Linked DNA regions of Zea mays: region 1 is linked to region 2. A link is a contact called in public Hi-C data. All regions are on one chromosome and are shown on one strand. The core of a region is the stretch at or near the end of the contact, and the rest is flanking DNA. Distances in the headings are between cores, read along the strand shown. Region 1 holds the start of LOC103626626 (putative adagio-like protein 2). Region 2 holds the start of LOC103626617 (protein CHLOROPLAST IMPORT APPARATUS 2).

Region 1 (4,795 bases), core at 2,078-4,577, 740 kb after region 2:
CTTCGCGCTCGGCCTCGCGCCGACCCATCTGGGCTGGGGCACGCGGCGACATTCACTCGTCGGCCCAGGGACCCCCCGGTCTCGAAACGCTGACAGTTGGCGCGCCAGGTAGGGGCCTGCTGCGTGTTGACGAACAGCTTCCCGTCAAGCTCCAGATGGGCGGTCTCCAGCAACCTCTCCGGCCCGGGACGGTGCTCCGTTTCGGGAGCCTTGAGTTCATGTCCCTCGACGGTAGCTACGACATGATACTCCTTCCCCCGCCGTGCGACAGCGACAATGGCGGCCGACAGCCCGCCCGCCGGCGGCGGAATCGACGACGTCTTCCCCGCGTGGTGGAAGAACAACATTCGAGCTCACCCCGTCCTCTCCCCCGCCGACGGAGGAGGAGGCGGGGCAACCAAGGCCAAGCAGGAGGCAGCGCCTCGTCGGCTGTCGAGCGAGTCGACGGCGCCAGCGCCCCAACGGGGGGCGCGTCGGGCGTCGACCTCGCGTTTGAGACGAAGACGAGCGCCGTCTCCCCGCAACACGCCGATTCCGAGCAAGTGGACGACGCCAGCACGCTCGCGAAAGGCTTGCTGGACGTCACCCTCGTACCTGAGACGACGGTGCAGTCAGTTCCCGACGTGACTTCATCACCGCCCGTCGACCAAGAGGTACCGACAGATTCTCATCTCATGCCCTTTGGATTCAGCCTCGACCCGCCAAGCGGCTTCGCTTTGGCGGACGCTCTCGTAGAGGCGAGTCCAAACCCCCTAGGGTTTCGTGTGCGGTCACCCTGGGACCGACTGACGGACGTCTCGACCTACGGGCCCTCAGGGTCCGAGGAAGATGACGAGCCCGACTCCTGTTGGGATTTCTCTGGACTTGGCGACCCCAGTGCCATGCGGGACTTCATGACCGCATGCGATTACTGCCTTTCCGACTATTTCGACGGAAGCCGCAGCCTCGGCGACGAGGACTGCGGCCCAAGCCGCGAATGTTTCCACGTCGATCTAGGGGGTCCCTCCGAAGGCAACCATCTCGGTATGCCGGAGGACGGTGATCCCCCTAGGCCGGTGCCTCGCGTTGACATCTTACGGGAGCTAGCTGTGGTCCCCGTTCAGGCGGGGGGCCATGACCCACAGCTCGAGCAAATCCGCGGGGTGCAGGCCAGGCTCGACGAGGGAGCAGGAGCGCTTGAGCCGATCCGCCGGGACGTCGGGCAGGAAGGGGCGGGCCAACCTCCGGCCGGAGAAATGCGTCATCTACCCCAGGGCTTCCAGCACCGCATCGTCGACGATGTCAGGATGAGGCCGCCACCCGCTTCCAGTGGGGTCGGCCAGAACCTGGCTGCAGCAGCAATGCTCCTCCGTGCGATGCCAGAGCCATCAACCACCGAGGGGCGGCGAATCCAGGGAGAGCTCAAGAATCTCCTGGAAGGCACCGCGGCCCGACGGGCTGAGAGCTCCGCCTCCCGAAGGCAGGGGTACCCCTCGGAACATCATGCCGCGACTTCCCGATTCATGCGGGAAGCCTCGGTCTACACCGGGCGCACGCGCAACACAGCGCCTGCGGCCCCGGGATGCCTCGGCAACGAGCACCATCACCGCGACCGTCGGGCCCACCTTGACGAGAGGGTGCGCCGAGGCTACCACCCCAGGCGTGGAGGACGCTACGACAGCGGGGAGGATCGGAGTCCCTCGCCCGAACCACTCGGTCCGCAGGCCTTCAGCCGGGCCATACGACGGGCACCGTTCCCGACCCGGTTCCGACCCCCGACTACTATCACAAAGTACTCGGGGGAGACGAGACCGGAGCTGTGGCTCGCGGACTACCGGCTGGCCTGCCAACTGGGTGGAACGGACGATGACAACCTCATCATCCGCAACCTCCCCCTATTCCTCTCCGACACCGCTCGCTCCTGGTTGGAGCACCTGCCTCCGGGGCAGATCTCCAACTGGGACAACCTGGTCCAAGCCTTCGCCGGCAATTTCCAGGGCACGTACGTGCGCCCTGGGAATTCCTGGGACCTCCGAAGCTGCCGACAGCAGCCGGGAGAGTCTCTCCAGGACTACATCCGACGATTCTCGAAGCAGCGCACCGAGCTGCCCAACATCACCGACTCGGATGTCATCGGCGCGTTCCTCGCCGGCACCACCTGCCGCGACCTGGTGAGCAAGCTGGGTCGCAAAACCCCCACCAGGGCGAGCGAGCTGATGGACATCGCCACCAAGTTCGCCTCTGGCCAGGAGGCGGTCGAGGCTATCTTCTAGAAGGACAAGCAGCCCCAGGGCCGCCCACCGGAAGATGCCCCTGAGGCGTCAACTCAGCGCGGCGCCACCTGGATCCTCTCCTTACGCCTATAAAAGGGAGGACCAGGGCCCTCTTAGAGAGGGTTGGCCGCGCGGGGACGAGGACGAGACAGGCGCTCGCTTGAAGCCGCTCGCTCCCTCTCCTGCGTGGACGCTTGTAATCCCCTACTGCAAGCGCACCCGACCTGGGCGCGGGACGAACACGAAGGCCGCGGGATTTCCACCTCTCTCACGCCTGTCTCCGGCCACCTTTCTCCCCCCTTCGCGCTCGGCCTCGCGCCGACCCATCTGGGCTGGGGCACGCGGCGACATTCACTCGTTGGCCCAGGGACCCCCGGTCTCGAAACGCCGACAAGTCTGTATCAGCATTTATTTATTAAAATTTACTTATCTAAGCAACTGAAATGACAATGGCTACAACATCAATATTTGCCATGGTTCAAGAAAACGAACAGCCGAGTACTCAGATTATTAAAAAAGAAAAATGATAATGAAGTATAATATTTGGTTGAAATGCAATCAAAATAGTTTTTAACTTTTAAGTCATTATGAGATGCAGCAGGTTAGGAGACAACTAAGGCCTTGTTCGTTTTTGTCGGATTGGTGGGTCGGAATGATTTCTAGCCGGATTGCTTCTCTAATTTATATAAACTTTGATTAGCTAAAACGATTCTGGGTACAATCCGATGTAAATGAACAACGCCTAACACATACAAACAACTGATTTCTTTAATATAATAAAACAGGCATGTGCATAATGAATGTGCCTCATGCTGTCATTTCAGCTTGAATACGAGGGTACTAAAGGACACTGAATCCACGCCCCACTCGATTCACACGTGCTTAAGTGCTACTACCAGCGTTGCCCATGCTGCGACCTTCCGGGTTCGTGGCTTAATGGGCGGAAGACCTGCTGCGAGGCGATCGAACGGTCCATACCGTGTTCACGTCAGATCCAACAATTAGCGGGCTAACGGGTTACGTGGGCTATCAGGTCCCCGCCTTTTAAAGCTCACGATAGAGATACGCACATCATGAGGACGATCTCAGCCGTCCACCCGCCCTGGACCCTGAGATCCGACGGCGCCGATCGGCCACCCGGCTCTCTCATCTCCCCAAAGTCCCAAACGCCTCGCCTCGCCGTCGTCGTCCACTCGTTCGTCGCTGCTCCCTCCTCCACCACCTTCCAGTCCTGTCCAGTGCCGCCGCCTTGCCCTGCCCTCCCCTCCCTTCCCCCGATTACCCTCGCGGTTGACCTCGCCAATCCGGTCCCGCCTCCGTATAAATCCGCCCTTCTCGCCCCCGCTCCGACCACAAACCCTAGCGGCGCGCCCCGGCATGGGCTAGGGTTCCCGCGGCGATGGAGTGGGACAGCGATTCTGACGGCGGCGATGACGAGGAGGAAGAAGAGGTCCGCCCCGGGGGTGGGGACGCGGGCCCGGGGTTCTCGCTGGCCATCGAGGGCGTGCTGGGCGCGTGCGGCATGGTGGTCTCCGACGCGCTCGAGCCCGACTTCCCCATCATCTACGTCAACCGCGGGTTCGAGAGCTCCACTGGATACAGCGCCGAGGAGGTGCTTGGGAGGAACTGGTGAGCCGACTGACCTGCCGGCTCCTGTTTCGATTCGATAACCACGGGGTGGGGGATTTGTTCGTTGCTAGAGGAGGCGCTTGGGGCGCGTGATTCACCACGGGAGGTTTTTATAGCGTGTTTGGTTCATGGAATGACACCGGGGGGAGTCATCCGAACCTCGGTGGGTTGTTTGTTTTGGCAAGGGGAACCAACGCATCCGCCATGAGATCGCACCCTCCGCCAGTATATTCACGGCATCTACTCGTTCCTCTTGAAATAGTCGGTCGAACACATGCTGGACGCACTGATGCCAGACGGGGTCATTCCCCAAACCAAACAGCCTATGTGCTTGTTGCTGTTTCGTGGTGACTTCAGCAGTATTCCGTAGCTCATAGCTAATATTTGGGTCTGGAATGGCTGTCTCGAATCAAATCGTGGTGCTATTTAGCTGCTTTGCTAGGTTAAATTGCTAAAATGCAGTTTTATTTCTTTTCTGGTGTTATTAGTTTAAGCTTTCTGAACCATGATTAATCAAGGTTTCCATTTGCATGAATTACTGCAGCAACCATAGTCAAGATGGTGTTTGGTGTATATGACATGTTGCTTCTAGATTCTCCTTAGAGAGTGTGGTTTCCAAAAAATGGTTGGCCCAAATCGATTTTATAACTCCTAATCCATCAAATTGTTTGCTAGGGAGTGGGAATCTAAGATGAAAACAATTTATTTACCTCTTGAAATTTTATCCTAGCATAAGTAGCAAGGGAGAATATTTTAAGGATGTTTACACTTCTTCACAGTTTGACATACACAAAGATTTAACCTTATGGAAAACAGCTATTCTCATGACCAAACCTTGATTTGTAGCTTCTGTTGGGTTTCAACTCTAGCCTACCCCAACTTGCTTGGGGCTAAAAGGCTTTTTTGTTTTGTTG
Region 2 (4,273 bases), core at 1,397-3,896:
GTGGTCATTGTTATAAAGCTCTAGCTAGCCTCCTACGAAGAGAATATTTCAAAAAAGGCATAAAAGCAGAGAGACCGAACGAGACTAATAACAACTAAGCACCAAACCAAAATCAATAAGGTAGCCGCCCTTTTTCACGAAGATATCCATCGCTTTTGCTCAATTTGTTTGTTGCTTGTTACAATTAGGGATGAAAACGGGCGGAAAACCCTTCTTCTGTTCCCGTTTTCGCGTTTTATCACCATAAACGGGATCGGGCACGGAATAGCTGGGAACAGAAACGGGATAAATGGGGTGTACGAAAACAAATAAGAACGAGAATATTAAGCGAAAGCTCGTAATTTAATACAAACATGCGTGGTATTGATGACTAACTGGTGACTAATTGGCAAGGCAACACACATGGAACAAATCGATACAGAGAGGCGCAACACTCTGTTTTCGTTTGTTTACTAGTGCTATACAATTTTTTTTCGCAAAAACAAATGGTCAAATGTGGAAAACGGTACGGATCGGAATTTTACCCGTCCGTTTTTCAACCCTAGTTACAACCTTCGGAATGCATGGCTAAAACACTAAGGTACACTAAGTAGAGCTTACTGAGATTTATCATTTCATGACTTTTTTTTGCAAAGTTAGTACTTTTGGTCACAGATTTGTCACCAATTTTCATGTGCCAACCAACAACTTTTATGAAATACAAGTGTGTAGCAATCTCCTCCTCGATGGGCTAGTGACTTTTAAAAAAAAAGAGAGAGAGAGAGAGGGACATACATTATTTTACAACAAATATGACGTGCATTTGCTTGATAAATAGAAATACGATTCAGATACCCCTCCGCCATCATGTATTTTAGATACCCTTGTATATAAGAATCTAAATCTACAAATGCATGCCAGAGATACTACCAGAATCTGGAATCTCATTTCTCGACCCACATTTAGCTATATATATTGACCGCACTTGGTTGGTTGGACCCTATACCCCATTATTCTGGAATATATTTGTCCTCTTACCGAAATAGAAAAAAGGTGTAAATAAAAGAACTCATGTGTGTGTACTTCGTCATTCAGGCTGCTGGCAGCTTGCCGTGCTGAATCGACCAAAAAGTTCACAGGAAATGCCAACATGGCAAGTTCAAACAAATATAATGCCACTGTATAGTACTAGTATTTTTATTCCAGTCCACTATAGAAAGGAAAAAGATCATAACAAAAATAATATATGTTTGTTACTATTGGATGCCCAATTACATTAGTTGTATGTGTGTATATATATATATTTAACACCTGCTCATCGCAGACATGGATCAGGACAAGGGTGTGGTACTTGACAATTCACCAACAAGGAAAAAACATATGCATGGGGGGAAACACTAAGCTTCAAAGGTTTGCTTTTCATACAGCACAAGAGAGGCATAGCGACAAGCTGTGTTAGTCCAAAAGAGATTGCCATTAAGTAATGCTTATCCCCATGTTTCATTGGGCACTGCCGTCTCTAGAAAAAAAATATCATTAATCCATAGCGTGCATGCTTACAAGGAGACAACCAAGAAACAAAATTCCAATTAAGTTCTTTAAAAATACCAATGCCGTGAGATCAAAGCATTTGGAAGAGAGTGAAATTTGACCCGTCGGCGAGTCCTAACGAATTGTTGTGGAGAAACGGTACGCTATACATTCATGTATCTACCGCGTTCAGTCAAGATAACATACGAATAGAGGATCATGAATCGTTACCACCGATGTTTAGCGCGGCAGAAGAAGATAGCACAACGATATAGTGGAAGCAGTCGGCACTTCCTCGTGTACCAGCAGCAGCGACACATTTACCCATGCTCTCATGTTCATTGTTGATCAACACTGCAACAATATTAGTAGCATATCTATGGTATCCATCCGTAAACGCTACCCGCTGGTGTGTTAGCATCGCGTAGAAAAAGAGTAGAAAAAGAGGCGATGACAGCTAGGAGTCTCTCTCTTGTAGCATGTCGGTCTCCTTCGTATATAAACCCTTGCTAATGGACTATTTAGTCCATTGACATTCTCATGATCATTATTGCTTCTTACACCTATATAGTCAACAATCGTCAAAGTATTTCTTACAATTTTCACCAGCTGCGACCATCTCTTAGTGTGTATAATTCATTTTTTCCCTCCTTTTCTCCACACATTGGCATCTATCTTTGCTTAAACAAATGTGTGAATCACACATACGGTTCTTGCTACTACCAGGTGCCTTACTTTGTGAGACAGACTTGCAGTAGTTGGCTGGCATACACATACAAATAAAAACATCTTCAGTCATCCAGTGAGCTTCCTCAAAACAAAACAAAAATGGGGAGGATGGTGAATGTTGGGAGGTAGGGCAAATTGGTCTCATTTGTCCGTCTGCAAATCTCAGATGACCAAGCAAAGCAATCCCAACGACACATGTGCAAGGATGAATAAAGAGCACATATATGACTCGGAGAAGAAGGGCTGCCCAAAACGCTAGCTGTGGGGGGCCTGGAATGGCATGGGTCCCTCAGGGCAGCAGGAGACAGAAGAGAAAGGGACATGGTGAGTGAGAGGGTGGCTTGTCTCATCCTGTGGCTGTGGCCATCCTCCATGCCCAGGCCCTCTAAAACCCCACCCTGTACCGCCTTCGCTTGAACCCTTTCTTCCTCCTCATCCCCCAAGCCCCAACCAGCTCCAATTCCCCCCCCCCCCCCCCCCCCCCATACAATATCTTTTCTCTCTCATCCTCCAAAGGACCAAGAAGTACCATTTCTGCTCTCTCCATTCGTCTCCAATCCCAACACAGCTTCTCAATTCAGTTCAGGGAATTCTCCCTTTTCTTTTGTTTTGCTCTAGTGCTCTTGGCTGTTTACTCCGCTTCTTATCCTCTTCTCTCCACAGAAGAGGAGTGCATGTGCAGCAGCTGTAAAGACAGTATTTTTTTTTCACCTCATCTTCTCCCAAGGTGTTGTTGGTGCCCCAGGTGGAGGCAACTGCCAAAGTGTTTGGGTTTCTTGAATGTTAGGCTTTTTTGGGGAGGAGGAAAGGGCTTGATCGATTAGGTTGTTCAGCCATTCTTGCCCCAGTGTTCTTGGATTCATGGTCGTGGAATTAATCCAAGGGTAGCTGGAGGCTGGAGCTGCTCCATTTCCCTTCCGAGAAAACGAAGGCGAAGGCGATCGTTTGAACGGTTACAGCTGTTGCCGTTGAGCCGGTGCAATGTCGTCTTCCTGCATGCCGACGGGCCTGCGGCTGGACCTGGACATGGTGAAGGCGGCGGCGTCGCCGGGCGCGCACTCGTCGCCGCTGCGCCCGGTGCACTCGTCGCCGTCGTCGACGCTGTCGGAGGCGTCCAACGCGTCGTCGTCGGCGACGTCCGTGTCGCTGAAGCGGGCGCGCGCGCCGCGGAAGCGGCCGAACCAGGCGTACAACGAGGCCGCCGCGCTGCTGGCGTCCATCCACCCCTCCGTCTTCCCCGTCAAGAAGAGCCCCAAGACGGCGCCGCCGCGCCCGCCGTCGTCGCGGCAGCTCTCCGGGCTCGCGGCGGCGCTCGACGCCTCCTCCTCCGACCTCCTCCCGCCGCTCCCCGTCCTCGCCGACTCCGCATTCCTGCTCCGAGACATACCCGCGCCGTCGCCGCTGCCGCAGCCGCAGAGCCCGTCCGCCGCCAAGAACTGCTCGTCGCCGGCCCCCGTGAGCAGCGCGTTCCGGGACTTCCGCGACCCGGCGCCGTCGCCGGCGAGCCCCGACACCGTCGACGTCAACGAGCTCGGCGAGATCGACTTCGACGACGACGGCTTCGACGCCGAGTCCATCCTCGACGTCGAGGAGGCCGCGGCCGCGGCCGAGGGCCTCGACGGCATCATGGGCAGCCTCACCGTCGAGAGCAACAGCACCGCCGCCACCACGTCCGATGACTCCATCCTGTCCAGCTCCGGCATCCACCCCTACCTCAGGAGCCTCATGGTGGTCGGCCTCGCCGGCAGGTTCGAGCTCGGCCTCGGGTCCCGGCACGGCGCTCGGCCCAACCTCAACCGCGCACTGAAGCGGCGGGACGACGATGGCGCCTGGTGGATGTGGCCGGCAGTGCCGGTAAAGGACCTAACGGTTGCACCACCGACACCGCCGGCGTCAAACGCCGCAGTGTCACAGCCACAGCCCGCCGCCGCTCCGGAGAAGAACAAAAGCAAGAAGAAGAAGGTGGTGAAGGTGGAGAAGGTCATGATGGGGGCGAAGGGAAAAGAGGAGCTGCTTCCCAGCGCGAAATGCAAGG

What was found. A called contact is a pair of places that touch in the nucleus more often than the background predicts.
Region 1: a contact with region 2 is called in a Hi-C map of ear, with 2.1 times the contacts expected there. The contact joins the promoter of LOC103626626 here to the promoter of LOC103626617 in region 2. A contact is called at or near these places in 2 of 25 Hi-C or Micro-C datasets (ear and leaf).

The regions. Positions count from the first base shown.
Region 1 is chr5:82,644,532-82,649,326 of Zm-B73-REFERENCE-NAM-5.0, forward strand. It overlaps LOC103626626 (putative adagio-like protein 2), which reads left to right and starts at 3,328. Exons shown (of 2, transcript XM_008647029.4): 1 at 3,328-3,881. The coding sequence starts at 3,652.
Region 2 is chr5:81,909,849-81,914,121 of Zm-B73-REFERENCE-NAM-5.0, forward strand. It overlaps LOC103626617 (protein CHLOROPLAST IMPORT APPARATUS 2), which reads left to right and starts at 2,647. Exons shown (of 3, transcript XM_008647021.3): 1 at 2,647-4,273. The coding sequence starts at 3,220.